Regions from separate parts of the Mus musculus genome. Here all the other regions are linked to region 5. The links are chromatin contacts, called in public Hi-C, HiChIP or PLAC-seq and Micro-C maps. All regions are on one chromosome and are shown on one strand. The core of a region is the stretch at or near the end of the contact, and the rest is flanking DNA. Distances in the headings are between cores, read along the strand shown. Region 1 holds the start of 9530034E10Rik (RIKEN cDNA 9530034E10 gene). Region 2 holds the start of B4galt2 (UDP-Gal:betaGlcNAc beta 1,4- galactosyltransferase, polypeptide 2). Region 3 overlaps St3gal3 (ST3 beta-galactoside alpha-2,3-sialyltransferase 3). Region 4 overlaps Cfap57 (cilia and flagella associated protein 57). Region 5 holds the start of Ptprf (protein tyrosine phosphatase, receptor type, F).

Region 1 (2,700 bases), core at 185-2,684, 320 kb before region 5:
ACGTGCGTGTGTGTATGTGTGTGTGTGTGTGTGTGTGTGTGTGTGTGTGTGTGTGTATACACATAACTATATCACAGCCCATTCCTGGAGAGCAGAGAACAACTTAGAAGAGTCAGATAACTTCCTTCCACTATAATACTTTCTCGGGTTAGAACCCAGGGAGTCTGGATTGGTGGCAAGCACCTTTACCTGCTGAGCCATCTCACCAGCCCAATCTGAAATACTATCTAAGGCTCAGAACATCAAGCCCATGCTTAGAGGCCAACAGGAGAGTCGACTGAGCCATATTATCATGAGTGATGGGTTATGTGTGGGCACTGTCGGTCTTCCTGCCACTCCCAGCCCCTTCTATCTGCACAGAGAAGCACCTTTGTAATATGAGCTTGTTAGTTAGATTAGAACACGGATCAACTTCAGCTCTGTGAGTGTGCCCGTTGGATGCCCCGCCTCTTAGCCACTTCTATAACCATGCTGTAAAGCATAGAAAGCACAAGAAGGCAGAGCCTTGCAGTGAGGGCTCAGACGGCAGATCATAGCACATTTGTCTATTAGACTCAGCTGTAGGCTTCGCCCCAACCCTAGCCTGATAATGAGACTCATCTCGGAGGGGGAAAGCCAGACTCACGGAACCACCTTTCCAGAACCTACAGGGAGAAGAATGGGCACACAAAACAGAGGGACACACGTTTTCTAAGACTTACCTGGTCTTGCTTAGTACAGAATTGCTGTAACCTCACCATAAAGGACCCTGCACAGTAAGATCCTGGGATATGTCTAAGCAAGGATGATAAATGCTTCCTAGATGCCTGGTTGGCCTTCCGCCTCACTGCCCTCCCCCATGGGAAAGCAAGAGTCTAAGGAAAACGGATGCCAAATCTTCTGGCTAGGTGGGCATGTACCCTGAGAAAGCTCAGAGGTAAAGAGATGGATGGACAGACGGACTGATGGATGGACAGACGGACCCCCAAGTGTGGTTCCACACCGAGCTCCTTTCTCCCAGCTTACTCAGGACTAGCTGAAACGGCAGAATGCATCTCTGCCCCCTGATCCTAGGTTGTGGACCTAGACCTAGCTGAGAGTATAAAGTAAACTAGTCCTGGTCTTTCTTTCAGAAGCTAATGGTAGAGACAAGGAACCAATCATGGGGAAGAAATCTCCAGAGCCCGTATTTTGGACACAAAGGTGATAGATGGAATCGGGCACAGAGGAAAGATTCTTGAAAGGAGATGATGACTAAACCGGGCTGGGCTCTGAGTAACAAGCACTCATGGACCTGGCAGAGAACTGCTGGGGGAGGGCATCTGAACAGCAGGGTACTATAGAAAACTCCCTGGGGGCGGGGGATGGAAACCATAGCAAGCATTCCTTCCTTCAAGGTGAGGCTGGACAGAATGAGGCAGTGTCTACATAAGGAGAAGGTTTAGCCTGAGCCCTGTTCTCAGGGACTCTGCCCTTTGGTCCTACCCAGGTAAGTAAAGTCGTGCAAAAGGAAAGAAGGAAGGAAGGGAGGGAAGGAGGGAGGAGAAAGTGTTTTCTGACTGGGCATAGTGAAGCTGTGGAAGGGCAAAAACTGCACACAGGGAAAGGCCAGGCAGGGCGCTGGTCAGCACTGCAGGGCTGGCCTGATCCCCGAGCCTATGTCAGTATGTTTCAAGCTGCATAGTGACTGGAAACTCCAGGTGCCCAGTTCAAGTTCTCTCTTACTCATGCTCTGCAGGGGGTGCTTGCACTTCAGCCCCCTTTGTTGTAATGACATTCTGCTTTTCATTCCAGAGGGCCCTAGATGAGGACACACACATGCATGCACATATGCACACATGCACGTGAGTGCGTCTACACACACAAAACACACACACACACACACACACACACACACACACACACACCACACACACACACACACACACACTAAAAGAATGGAAGACTGGAGCTGGCTCAGCAGTTAGGAGCTCTTGTTGTCCTTGCAGAGGACTTTGGTTTGGTTCTCAGTACCCACACAACAACTTACAAACACCTACAGCTCCAGTTCCAAGGGATCGGATGCCTCTTTGGAGCTCTCAGGGCACTAAGCACAGGCACACACACTAGGCACATAATGCACATGAAGTCAAAGCACTCATCCACATAAGATAAAATTAGCTAAGAAATTATAAAAAAGATTATAGGCATTTGGACACTGGGGTAGGCAGGGGGTTTCTTTTACACTATGAAGATCACCAAGCCTAGAAGAGGGGTTAGACAAACTGCAGCCTCTAAGCTAGCTGTCTCTTCCCATAAATAAAGTTTTACTGGAACACGGACACACCCATTTGTTTCTATAATATGCTGTGGCTACTTTCATGCTTCAACAGTGGAGCTAAACAGTTGTGGCAGAGACTATCTAACCCCAGTACAGCCTGGGCCACAGCCAAACAGAGCTGCCATGTGACCCTTTTGGAAATAAAGCTGGCCAATCCAGGCTTAGAAGGGCTACAGCCATCTTGCAGCTACATGGACAAAACTGGCATCTGAGGATGCTCAGAAGAAAGCAGAAACAAGCTGCAGGTTTGGGTGGGTCCAGAACTGGGCTCAGTCACATTTCCTTTTTGCTTGGATGAGTCTGGTATGCATGTTCACAATCTATCTCCTTTTGACCTCTCTAGTCCCCACAAACCCTGTCTTCCTTCCCTTCCTTCTCCCTGGCTCTGACCTATTCTATAA
Region 2 (2,700 bases), core at 191-2,690, 410 kb before region 5:
CATCACAGGACAGAATCCTCAACACAGGACACATGGTTTAGAGAATGGATCACTTACTGAGTGCCCATCACGTAAGGAATTCTTTATACTATGACTTCATTTAGTCCTTCCGAGGGCCATGAAGGGAAGTCACTTAGACCCATGGCCAGTTTGAGCACTCAGGTCCCAACAGCAAGCAGGCCTAGCCAACTAGGACCAGGCTGAGAAGGAGCCTTCAGCACTCAAGAGTGCCCTCCACCCAAAAAGGAGAGATGTTTAAACAGGTCCTTCCCACTGGAACAAGGGGCAAGAGCATACCCCGTGGGGCAAGCAATAGAGAGCCCCTCACCTAAGATTTCAGGCTAGCTAGCTAGCTCTGGAGCCTGATTAGCAAAGCTAGTTCTGATTCCTGAAATGGGGTACACTTGGACCCTAGAGGAGTAAAGTTCATACACTGGCAGAGGTGGTGGGGGCTGGGGGTGCCCTTGCTCGAACCAGGTCTCCCCTGTAGTTCCAAAAGGTCAAAAAATACTTCTGGCCATGCTCCTGAGAGCAGAATATCTCAAACAGTCACAAAATCACATAGACTGCTTTAGTACCAGCAGTCGGCATCCACACTCAAGGGACACACAGAGACCTACATATAGAGCTAGACACACTTGGGGTGACAGTAACATACGGAGCCACATATATCAACAAACCGCGGCTCGGACTTATACAAGCGTAGCCATACACCCAGACCCACGTGCAAGTATTCCCAACCCCTCCCTCCAGGGCAGGGGCTCTGGGTCAGGCTAGCCACCAAACTGAGGGGTGCGTCTGGGCGGGGCTGGGAGGCTGAACACGTGGCACCTCGGGACGGGGGAGGCAGTAGGACAGGTGGGTGTGGAGCCCTGGGGAGGGGTGCATGCAGTGGGGGATGTGGAAGTGGGGCCGGGGCCGAGCGCCTCTGCGAGACACAAGGCCGGGGCGAGCGAGGACAATGAGGGAGGCCGGATGGGGGCGGACGCCGGAGCCCAGGAGGCTAGCGGGATGGGGGTAGGGTGGGGTGCAGCCAGGCCGGGGGCAGCGCCGGTGCCTCGCTCACCGGGTCCTGGGCTGGGATCTGTGACGGCGCGCGGGCGGCCCCCTAGCCGGGCCGGGTCTGGAATGTCGGGGCCCTGGGTGGGGGGCCGCGCGCGCCCTCCTCTCTCGCAGCGCTCGGGGCTCAGCAGGGGGCGCCGCTCCAGCTCGGGTAGGGATCCCGGCTCCAGCAGCTGTGGACGGCTCTGTCCCCCATGGCCCGGCCCCACCGCCCGGTCAGCGGTCCCCGAGGCTCCGGGGCCACCTCCCGCCGCCGCCGCGGGCCATGGAGCCGAGCCGCCCCGGGAGGCAGGGCGGGGCCCGGCAGACCCACGGACCGGCGGACCGACGGACCACTGCGCTGCCGCCTCCCTCCCGCGCTACGGCTCCTCGGAGGGGCAGGCCAGGCCGGCGCGCCCGCGCGCGCGCCCCCGCGGCCCCCGCCTCCAGTGCGCCCGCACGCGCCGCGCGCCGCTCCGCCGCCCGCCCCTGCCGTTGGCCCTGCGCGGCCCAGCCAGCGGGGAGGTGCGTTTGCGGATGCCTGAGACCCAGGAAGGACGCAGGAATCCATCAGGTTCCTCCATCAGCTTGCTTTAGGGATGGGAAGAGACCAGGAGCCGGATGGCTAAGGCCCTTCAGGTATTTGGGACGGGGTCTGGATAGTGGGCAATTCAGAGGGTTAGGGCCTTGCCAACTCTTTCCTGGGAGCATGAGTCAAGGTCAGCCAACCAGGGCTGCCTGCTGGGTAAGACCCCTAAAGGTGTTGACTGAAAAGGACTTATTAGGTAAAAGCAGGTTGGGTAAGATTTAGGGTGGTGTTGGAATCAAGAATTGTATAGGAATAGGCGGAGCTGAACAAGGCCCTAGGAACTAAGACCATAGAAGAGGTTTCTGGAAGGGTTAGGTGTTCATACTGGACTATCAAATGTAAAACACTGTTCTCCAGGAAAATCCAGGTGCGGGGAGTTTCAGGAGTATAGCGACAGAGAGGAGAATTAGCTGTAGTGAGTTTGGGTCTAGTGCACAGGGGTCCAAAGACATAGGGCTAGGAGGATCTCAGAGCCCAGACTCTTCAATGAAGAGGTGCCAGCATTACAGCCAGCCTAGCACCCTGATCTGCCACCCAGGAGCCAGCAAGGTCCAGAGCAGAGATGATGTGTAGACAGAAAGTTACAGGAGGTTGGAGTGAGTGAACAGGTCCTCCCCTTCCTTTGTGAAAGGTGTCGCAAGGGGCCAACAGAAGCCTCACTGACTGGGACAAATACCAAGTTTATTTCACAAACACTAGGAAGATGGGCTGGATGGGGGTTGAGGGGGGCACAGGTGCACAGCTGTACACAGTCACCATCAGCAGCCCACTCCCCACACTGGGGTTCAGTCTGGACTGCAATGCCTCCAGAGTCAACAGGCAGCAAGAGGTGAGTGCAGGGGAGACCCTGAACACCAAGCCCCAGAAAGGCTGAGGGACACAGCTCCAGCTGTCCCAGGAAAACCAGCAATAAATAACAGTAGGGCACGGCCCCACCCATACAGGTCATCTAGTCACCCATCTTCACTCTGGAGGTCTGCAAAGGAAAAACAGGACAAATCAGGCAGGGACAGTGACCAGTGACAAGACCAGAACCAGCAGGCCAGTGGGTGGACAGACGGACAGACACA
Region 3 (2,700 bases), core at 36-2,535, 280 kb before region 5:
CGGCATTCCACATGATTGAGTCACAGCCCACACTATCCCAGCATCGAGAGCAAGGACCACATACCTGGGGAAGATGGCAGTCATCATGGCTGAAGCGTAGCCGGGTTTGCAAGCTCCCTCGGAAAAGTTTGCGTACTTGGTGGCTAGCTCGGCAGGCCTGCGGGAGAGAGAGAAGGTCAGAGCTGGGCACAAGAACAGCGGGAAGATCATCAGTCCACCAGGAGCTGCGGAGACTGAAATGGAATAGAGCCTTTCTACATCAAGTTCCTAAGAGAATTAGCCCTATAAAAATGGTTCCTCGGTGGCCTCCACAAAAGGGGCACCCTTCATTTCCTTTTACAGATTTTTTTGTAGTAAGACTGATCACCACAAAGGCTCTACGGCTGGGCAGGCAGTGCTCCCCGGGGAGCACTGCTGGACATAGCTTGTAAGGCCTTGACACATGCAAAGGCACAGGCTTTTGTAGTTCCCAGGCACGACCCTACCTGCCCAGTCTCCTGCTTTTATCCCCTCCACTCCCTCTATGATCCACCCAGTGGGAACATGCATGGCGAACGCATATGCGTTATGGAGCTACTGATGGATCAGTTTGACCTTCAGTTGAGCGTGCTCTACCCGGGGGCCCTCCCCCTGGAGAATGCCACACCTTCAAAACTCAATTCGGAGATGGGCTTCACAGGAGCGATCCCCTGACCCACTGACTGGGCTGTCTGCCTCTCTGCCCTGGCAGTCTCCTGACCCGGCATCCTTATCCTATGCCCACCCCCGGCTGCGCTGCTCCTCCACAGAACTGTCTCTCACTCCAGCATAAATTCTTGGGATCAGACCTCTGCCTGCACTTCGCACAGAGATGGGTACATGAAGCCCCCCCCCTATACATATTTTAAACCAAACCAATACTGGCAGCCTCCCTGTGATCTGAAGAAACCCCTGAAACCCCTGAAGAAACCCCGGGAAGCTTCAGGGTGGAGACTGCGAGCGAGCGCTATCTGAGGGCCGTGTCCTGGCCTTGTCTTGGCAGAGTGACTGACTATAACTGGATCATCTCTAGGCATCAGGTTTCCAAACCCTGACGTGTTCAGTGTGGTTCTGGAGTCACCACCCTCCACCACAGCTCTGCCCTGTGCCGTCTGGGAAACATCAGGACATCTTTAGTAAATGACCCTGTGAACACCAGGACTGAAGGCCTTGCCGGTGGTGTCACCTGCTCACTTAGATTCCCAGCCTCTGAGCTGCTCCCTTACCCCACCCCCGCCCCTTGCTCAATCCACACCAGGGCCAGGCTGCCTTGATGGGTGTGGCTCAATAGCAAGCTGGCCTTCAGCATGACCCCTGCAGTGTGGGAGTGTGTCTGCTGGACAGCCAGGAATGACCATATGTCATCAGCCGGGCTGTCAAGTTCAATTCACCCCTGAGGTGTTGTCCAGGGCTTTATGCAAGGGATTGCTCATTAAGTATACACAGAATTTTAGAAATCTACATTTTCAAGCCTTCCCTACCAATGAGATGCAAATGAGATGCAAATGTGAAGAGGGCCTGCAACTTTATTTGATAAACAAAACAAAGTTAAAGGTTCTAACGGGAGAAAGAAAGCTGTAAACAACTCTATTTTGGAAATGAAATATGGATGTCACTGCAATTCTGGAGCTTACTGGAAGCTCCTGGATGAAGGACGGTGACTAACAGCCTTTCCTCTCAATAGCCCTGGGAGTGGGTGCCCTGCATCACAGATAGATGCTTGAGGCTTAGAAAGATGAAGAGCCAGACCCAAGAGCATGCAGCTGCCTCTGCTCTCGGTGGGGATGCTGTCGTGACACCACCAGTGACACGATCACAGAGGCTGGCCTGGAGCCCAGCGCCAGTGGGAGCAGTTGACATGGCCGGATATGGGTAGAAATGAGGGTTAAGAAGGCCTCGCCCCACTCTTTCAAAGCATGTACACAGCGCTGTGGTATTTTGAGTGCCTTTGTGCCATGTCTCCAGAACCCTCACCCTCAGGGCTGTCCAACTCGTACCGAGTGTCTGTGGTCTTTCTGAATTCCAGAAAGTTTACAAAGAAGCTGGAAGACAGATGGCAGCTGCCATCCACAACACGGGGCATTGAAGAATGCAATGCTCAAGAGACAAACCTCTGACCATATCTTTCCTCTCCTGCTGCATGATCTCAGCTCTTGGAAGGCACCTGAAGAATGGCTATTGGACAGCCCAAGGCTCCTGGGCTGGGGTGATCCATGCTGGAGAGGAGGGCCAGCATGCCAGATGGGGTGCAGAAAAGTGGGAGACGGCAGAGCAGGCAGAAGTCTGTTCCTCCTAGGTGTGCAAGGTGACCAGTCAGGAATGATGAATGCTAACCAATTCATTTAGAAAAGCAAGCCTGGGTATAGTAACGCATGCCAATCATCACCAAATTAAAATGCCTTAGAAATGGCCTCCCGAAAGTCCCAGTGAGAGAAGAATAGGGGGAGTGTTGAGGATTCTGAGTCATACAGAATGCTGGGACCTCTGGGGCAGACAGCGGTCAAACCCACTAAGATTAATGGTTGCCAGCTCCCTCAGGCCAGAATAGTTAGTTTCTCTAGGCACTCACTCCAAATGCCAGGAGGCCCCCAGATGTCTGATCAAATCATTCCGCCCTTGTTCTCCCCGTACTCTGCAGCTGGCCTTTCACTGTGGAAGATGGAGTGCCGCATCCACTAAGAG
Region 4 (2,700 bases), core at 117-2,616, 280 kb after region 5:
CCCCTAGCCAGCACCTGGGTGTATGCATCTGGAATCAGTAGTGCTCTTCTTTCCTACCCCAGGCCACAGGCCTCCCTGGCCCATGAATGGTGGACTTTCAGACTCATTTTTCCCCCCACAGTGATTCTTGACTGATTTCTTTGCTGGGGTAAAGGAAAAGAAATGGCAGTTTTGATCCCCAATTCTGTACCAGGCCGGTGGCTGCTGTTTGTCTTGGTCAAGTGTTGCAGCAGCCACTGGGACGGTGTCATTTGCCCCATGTTACAGATAAACAGAGTTTCTGGAGGCCGAGAGATTCCTGGCCAAAGAACAGTGAAGCGCTGCCACCTTGGTCTACATGGAAACTGCATCTGCTCGCTTCCCACACCCTGGGTGAGGATACGGTTCCTAGTTAGGCTTGGCCTGCATAGGCCCTGCAGCCTCCCCAGACTCTGGCCTGGCCCTCGTGCTCAACCTCAAGATCAAAGAAAACAGTCTTGGCACCCAGAGCAGTAGTTCTTTAAAAAAGAACATTCTTTTTAAAATGTTCTCACAACAAATGGTTGTGAGCCACCATGTGGTTGCTGGGAATTGAACTCAGGACCTCTGGAAGAGCAGTCAGTGCTCTTAACCACTGAGCCATCTCTCTAGCCCCTGGAACTGACTTTTGCTTTGGGCTTCTGCTTGGTGTGGCGAGAAGGACCAGACCTGGAGATCCTCAGGCCTATGTGCCGAGGTCTTCCACTTGTCAATGAGACAAGGTGACAAATACTGCTGTCTCCCTCATTTCACTGCCCAGCTTCCTGTGCTCTGCCCTCATTTTAGGTAGCCCTGGTTCTTAGCAAGGCTGTGTGTGGTTGCTGGTACCAAATCTGCTGCCAATCACATCTGCTCCTCTTTCCTGGTCTCTGAATACTTTTATGGTCCAGAGCAGAAATGATTTAAATGGGTAGTAGGAAGGGGTACAGATTTTAAAATGGGGAGACACAGTCGTGCCTTGGTATGACCTGGGCTGTTGTGTACTCTGCTCAAATGTGTGTGTAACTCTACAGCATCCTATCTGGGTTCGTTCCAAACTGCACCCTGTTCCCGTCCCAGTATTTCAATTAGGATGTTAAAGAAATGTAACCATGAAAATATGTGCTCCGCACGCCATTCTGATGTTCTCTTTTGATATAAATTCTTATCAATTGCCTCAGATGATACTGACACCCGAGTGGGAATCTGGCAGAAGCGTCTCGATGGGCAGTCTCAGTGGAGTGCCTGGGTGGGGGCGGCAGGAATGGGGCCAGGCCCTCTGAAGTGTCTGCTGAGGATCCTGGGACCTGGGTGTGGGAGCTCATTAAGCACTATCTTTGCCAACACTGTGGGTGTGGTTCAATCTGGACCAAGAGATAAGGGTACGACCTGAGGCACCAGAAAGGAAGACGAGGCAGGTGGAGACTGGCCAGACACGTCCCAGGAGGAGGGAAGAATAAAAGGCAGCAAAGCTGGGTGGGGAGACGGGAGCTGGAAACAAGCTAAGGAGTCAGGAGAACTGAGACCTGGATGTATCGTGGGTAACGGAGAAGAACGAGGCAGGTCGCTAGCTTCTCAGGGATGGGGATGGGATGATGGCAAAAGGAATAGGGCTACCAGTGGGCATGATGATGCCTAGGTGGGCTCCCCGGTGAGCCCCAGGCCATGGTGACAGCCAGGATGAGCTACTGGAGATCAGAGAGGAGGAGCCATGAGAAAGCTGTGGGTCCCTGGATGTCTGGGGAGTCTAGAGCACGGGTGGTCTCAGGCGGCAAAGGGATGCATCCGTTACCTGCATGATGCGGACATAGTCGGTGCGATGCAGCTCACCCTCCTTGATCACTTTCTTCTTGAGCGTGGCAAGGTTCCTCTCCAGGTGTTCCCGCTGGCGGGCGTACTCCTGTTGCAGGTCTGAGTTCAACCCTGCAATCTCCACCTGGCGCATCACGTGGGGAGACACTCAGCCAAGGAGGGGAGAAGTGAAGCCTAGCACAGGGCAGTGAGGGCGGGGCGCTCAGAGCTCACCATGTCTGCCCGCTGCACGTACTTCTCAAAGAGGCCACGGATCTTCTCCTTCAGCAGCCCGGGTTCCTGGATGTACGCCACGCAGTTGTGAAGGTCTGTCTTGAAGCGTCGGACCAGCGCTTCCAGATCCCGTTCCTGCAATCAGACGTTTACTCCTGGGACAGCATGGCATGCTCTGTTCTGAGGGGCAGGGGCTTCAGGCAGAGGCTAATGAAGGGGTCTGGTGCCTCCTCATCTGGGATGAACACCTGACTGCTGGCGCCCACCCTGGGCACAGAAACCTAGATGGGCAGCCAGCCCAAAGGTCGCCGTTCTGAAATGCTTGTGTACCTGCCTGGGCCGGGTACCCTGCCTGGACAGCTGACAGGGCTTGAGACTGCACACATGGCATCCCGATTGCTCCGGATTCCTTTAAGGGCCTCAAGCTTATAAGATGGAAGGGAACTCATGTGGCCACACTTTCCTTTGGCGCCAAGAAAAATATCTCATTCCCTCCCACAGATCCTTACCCAGGGCTGCCCCATGCCTAAGGACCTCAGCAGTGATGGTTCCCCTGACTGTCAGGAGCACTGTTGTGGCTGGATGACAACTCCCTCCAGATTGTTGTAGACTGGACCAGCTCTCCATCTTCAGCCACGCTTTCTGACAGCTACCTTCCCTTATCATTACCCAAGAGGG
Region 5 (2,700 bases), core at 49-2,548:
CTCCCCCTCCCGGGGTAAGAAGAACCAGAGGGGCCGCATTCCGGAGACGTGGGGGAGGGGGCCTGACAGAGGGGGATTCAGAGACACCAAGCAGAGAGACACCTAAGGAGGGAGCTACAGAGACATGGAGGCACAGAGGCCCGGGGAGAGGGAACAGGGAGACCCGGGGAGAAGGAACACGGAGACTCGGGGAGAGGGAACATGGAAACCTGGGAGAGGGAACAGGGAGACCTGAAGAAAGGGAACACGGAGACCTGGGGAAAGAGGACAGGAAGACCAGGGAGAAAGAACCCGATACTCGGGGAGAGAAACAGAGACTGGAAAGGGAGAGAAACCCACGGCTGGACAAGCTGAGACCGCAGGGAGGAAGATCGGGAGGCAGTGAGCGACACAGGGAGCCGGAGACACCTAGGGAAACCGAGAAAGGCGCCGAGACGAAAACCCGGGCGCAGAGACTGGGGACCAGGCACACCCGAACGGGACGGGACGGGGCGGGACGCCGGGAGGCGACTGAGTGAACTTTCGGAGCGGGTCCGAGCGCACCCGTCCTCCCGGGACGAGCCGCTCTGGGGCCTCGAGGGCGCCGCTCGAGGTGGGGGTTGGGACCGCCCGGCCGGCCCCTCCCCGGGCCGCGCTCCGTACGGAGACCAGGGAAGGGGGGCTCGCAACTCACGCCCCGCTCGTCCCGGGGCCGCACGTGCGCCCGGTTGCCCGCGAGACCCGGCGTCGGCTGCGGCTCTTCCGCCGGCGGGGAGGGGGCGCCGTGGGACGGGGGAGGCGGCCTGGACCCGCCCGGGGCCGGCGGGGGAGGCTGAAGGCCGCCCCCGGAGCGCGACCGCGGCGGATGGGGAACCGGGCGCCCACCGGCGCGGGGAAACTTTGCACGGGGGGTGCGGGCTGCGGCTCAGGTGCGGCGGGGGCTCGGACGAGATCGCGGGCGCGGCAGGTGGGGGCGCGGCCCGGCCTCCGGGCGCCCCCGGGCCCGCCCCCGGCTCAGCTCCACGGACGCGGGGGCAGGGTGGGGATGGCGCGGAAGGGCCGCGCATCGAGGGGCCCGAAGGGGGCTCGGGGGGTCACTCACCGCCTCTCCGGGGGCCGTCGGTCTGCATGTCCCCCCTCGAGCCGCTGAGGCCGCCGTTCTCAGTCCGCCGCTGCCGCCGCCGTCGCCCGCTCCCGCCACCGCCACCTCCACCGCCGCCCGAGCAGGAGCCGGAGCCGGAGCCGGAGCTGGAGCCGGAGCCGCCGCCTCTGCCGCCGCCGCCGCCACCGCTCCCGCGCCAGCTCCAGCCGCGCGCGCCCGCCCGCCCGCGCCCGCGTCCCTGCCCCTGCCGTGCGCGTCCCCGGCGCCGCCCCTCCCCTCGTGCACTCTCGCTTGTAGAGGAGTGGAGCTGTAGGCCCAACGAGGCTGCAGACCAACCCCAAGTCTAAACCGCCTGGAACATCAAAATTGAGCTTAAACCTCAGGAACGAGCGTGGATAGAACCAAACTTAGACACAAAAGTCCAGACCCTCCCAAATCCTCACATGTACGTAATACTTCTCTAGGGTCCCCTGCCGCCAATCCAACCCAGAACCACCTTTAAACCTAATGTTGAGTCCAGACCCTAAAATTTGCCTAGCAATCAGAAAAAGTAGTAATTTTTTTTTTAACTGAACGCCTATAGTGTATGGACTCCAATTACAGATTCGAACACTAAATGGCTTCATTTCTTCTACCTGGCCTAAGTTTGATATTGATAGCAGCCCCAACCCTTGGTCTGAATGGAGTCCGGTATAGATATTGAGACCCTTATACAGAAGAAAATACTATGCTAAGGCAGCTGCCTCACACCGGAGCCCAGTGCTTTCATGTGTTCTAGTCTCTGCTTTATTTCTATCCCAGACAAGAACATTTCCCTGCTGGGATTCTTGATTTTTAAAGAAGATTTTTATTTATATATGTATTTGTGTGTGTACGCCAGTGTGTGTGTGTGCTTGTATATGCATATTCACCGTGTGGTGTTACAGGAGGGTGTGAGGAACCCAGTGTGGGTGCCGGGAACCAGACCCAAGTCCTCTGCTCTTGATTGCTGAACACTCCAACGCTGAAACTCTCAATTCCAATAGAAAAATTGGAACTGGGTCACCAGAGGAGTTGGGGAACACACCCTAATACAGACACTGATCTCAATACCTCTCCCATCTTGGTGATCTTTTAGTATAATAATCTGATCCAACTCTAATAATTGTGCAACCTGAGATGGGACTGGCTTTACAGAAACTCCACACGGACCTTTATCTCTACACCGCTCTTCCCCTGTGCTCTGATCTGAGGTCAACCCCACCCAGAGGCTAACCAATATCCCAACATCTACACTAATTCTAGCAGATATGAATGATCCCCGGTCTCAAGATCTGTTCAGTATACGCCTTAGCATTGAATTCCAGACTCCTTGTCCACAGCCACACCACCCTGAAACCATCCACTTGCATTTGAACTTCACTGACCTCATGTCAAATTCAAATGCACGTGCCACCGTGTCCAGTGTGTGCAGTGCTAGGGACTAAACCAATAACCTGCTTGAAGATTTATATTCCAAGCTGTGATTATAGGGACTTGGTGATCTCCAAACAAGAGCCAGCCTTGGCATCAAAGCCTTCAGGCTCCTCACGTGAAACTATCACTTAGAAAGTCATCAAGGTCACGCCAGCCATTTTCTG

The links. HiChIP or PLAC-seq counts read pairs in DNA pulled down with a chosen protein or histone mark. Hi-C and Micro-C count contacts between places; a contact is called where the count stands out from the background.
Region 1: a contact with region 5 is called in a CTCF HiChIP or PLAC-seq map of the NIH/3T3 cell line, with 9 read pairs. The contact joins the promoter of 9530034E10Rik here to the promoter of Ptprf in region 5. A contact is called at or near these places in 6 of 39 promoter capture datasets (cranial neural crest, hematopoietic stem and progenitor cells, hippocampal neurons and 2 more), 1 of 15 datasets of contacts at CTCF or cohesin (the NIH/3T3 cell line), 1 of 484 Hi-C or Micro-C datasets (embryonic stem cells) and 3 of 115 datasets of contacts at active chromatin or transcription factors (embryonic stem cells and pancreatic cancer cells).
Region 2: a contact with region 5 is called in a Micro-C map of embryonic stem cells, with 5 times the contacts expected there. The contact joins the promoter of B4galt2 here to the promoter of Ptprf in region 5. A contact is called at or near these places in 16 of 39 promoter capture datasets (the 3T3-L1 cell line, 3T3-L1-derived adipocytes, the C10 cell line and 9 more), 1 of 15 datasets of contacts at CTCF or cohesin (the NIH/3T3 cell line), 7 of 484 Hi-C or Micro-C datasets (embryonic stem cells, regulatory T cells and stem cell-derived neural progenitor cells), 12 of 115 datasets of contacts at active chromatin or transcription factors (craniofacial prominence, embryonic forebrain, embryonic limb bud and 6 more) and 4 of 9 other capture datasets (adipose tissue, embryonic stem cells, liver and 1 more).
Region 3: a contact with region 5 is called in an HNF4G HiChIP or PLAC-seq map of pancreatic cancer cells. The contact joins the enhancer-like site here to the promoter of Ptprf in region 5. A contact is called at or near these places in 3 of 39 promoter capture datasets (hippocampal neurons and liver), 1 of 15 datasets of contacts at CTCF or cohesin (the NIH/3T3 cell line), 1 of 484 Hi-C or Micro-C datasets (embryonic stem cells) and 5 of 115 datasets of contacts at active chromatin or transcription factors (embryonic stem cells and pancreatic cancer cells).
Region 4: a contact with region 5 is called in a Hi-C map of epidermal suprabasal cells, with 7 times the contacts expected there. The contact joins the enhancer-like site here to the promoter of Ptprf in region 5. A contact is called at or near these places in 11 of 39 promoter capture datasets (the 3T3-L1 cell line, cranial neural crest, embryonic stem cells and 6 more), 5 of 15 datasets of contacts at CTCF or cohesin (the NIH/3T3 cell line, embryonic stem cells and pro-B cells), 60 of 484 Hi-C or Micro-C datasets (3T3-L1-derived adipocytes, the Ba/F3 cell line, the C2C12 cell line and 31 more), 7 of 115 datasets of contacts at active chromatin or transcription factors (embryonic stem cells and stem cell-derived neural progenitor cells) and 1 of 9 other capture datasets (embryonic stem cells).

The regions. Positions count from the first base shown.
Region 1 is chr4:117,973,600-117,976,299 of GRCm38.p6, forward strand. 9530034E10Rik (RIKEN cDNA 9530034E10 gene) reads left to right here and starts at 1,435. Exons shown (of 3, transcript NR_166452.1): 1 at 1,435-1,468. The region is part of intron 5 of St3gal3 (ST3 beta-galactoside alpha-2,3-sialyltransferase 3); the gene reads right to left.
Region 2 is chr4:117,882,036-117,884,735 of GRCm38.p6, forward strand. B4galt2 (UDP-Gal:betaGlcNAc beta 1,4- galactosyltransferase, polypeptide 2) reads right to left here and starts at 1,441. Exons shown (of 8, transcript NM_017377.5): 1 at 1,067-1,441. It overlaps Atp6v0b (ATPase, H+ transporting, lysosomal V0 subunit B), which reads right to left. Exons shown (of 8, transcript NM_033617.3): 8 at 2,295-2,606. The coding sequence ends at 2,580. Gm12841 (predicted gene 12841) reads left to right here and starts at 1,515. Exons shown (of 4, transcript NR_168719.1): 1 at 1,515-1,680.
Region 3 is chr4:118,014,641-118,017,340 of GRCm38.p6, forward strand. It overlaps St3gal3 (ST3 beta-galactoside alpha-2,3-sialyltransferase 3), which reads right to left. Exons shown (of 12, transcript NM_009176.5): 5 at 65-157. Among named protein-coding and RNA genes, the nearest start is that of 9530034E10Rik, 41 kb to the left of the region's middle. Within about 2 kb of position 1,286, at least 78 of the 459 cell types and tissues checked have an H3K27ac peak or open chromatin away from gene starts, as enhancers often do. A contact at or near this core is called in the NIH/3T3 cell line and pancreatic cancer cells, where this site is marked.
Region 4 is chr4:118,567,560-118,570,259 of GRCm38.p6, forward strand. Cfap57 (cilia and flagella associated protein 57) reads right to left here. Exons shown (of 23, transcript NM_026789.5): 20 at 2,023-2,157; 21 at 1,790-1,933. It overlaps Gm52677 (a long non-coding RNA gene), which reads left to right. Exons shown (of 3, transcript XR_003955099.1): 3 at 1-2,700. Among named protein-coding and RNA genes, the nearest start is that of Gm52677, 15 kb to the left of the region's middle. Within about 2 kb of position 1,367, at least 13 of the 459 cell types and tissues checked have an H3K27ac peak or open chromatin away from gene starts, as enhancers often do. A contact at or near this core is called in epidermal suprabasal cells and erythroblasts, where this site is marked.
Region 5 is chr4:118,290,099-118,292,798 of GRCm38.p6, forward strand. Ptprf (protein tyrosine phosphatase, receptor type, F) reads right to left here and starts at 1,299. Exons shown (of 33, transcript NM_011213.2): 1 at 1,082-1,299.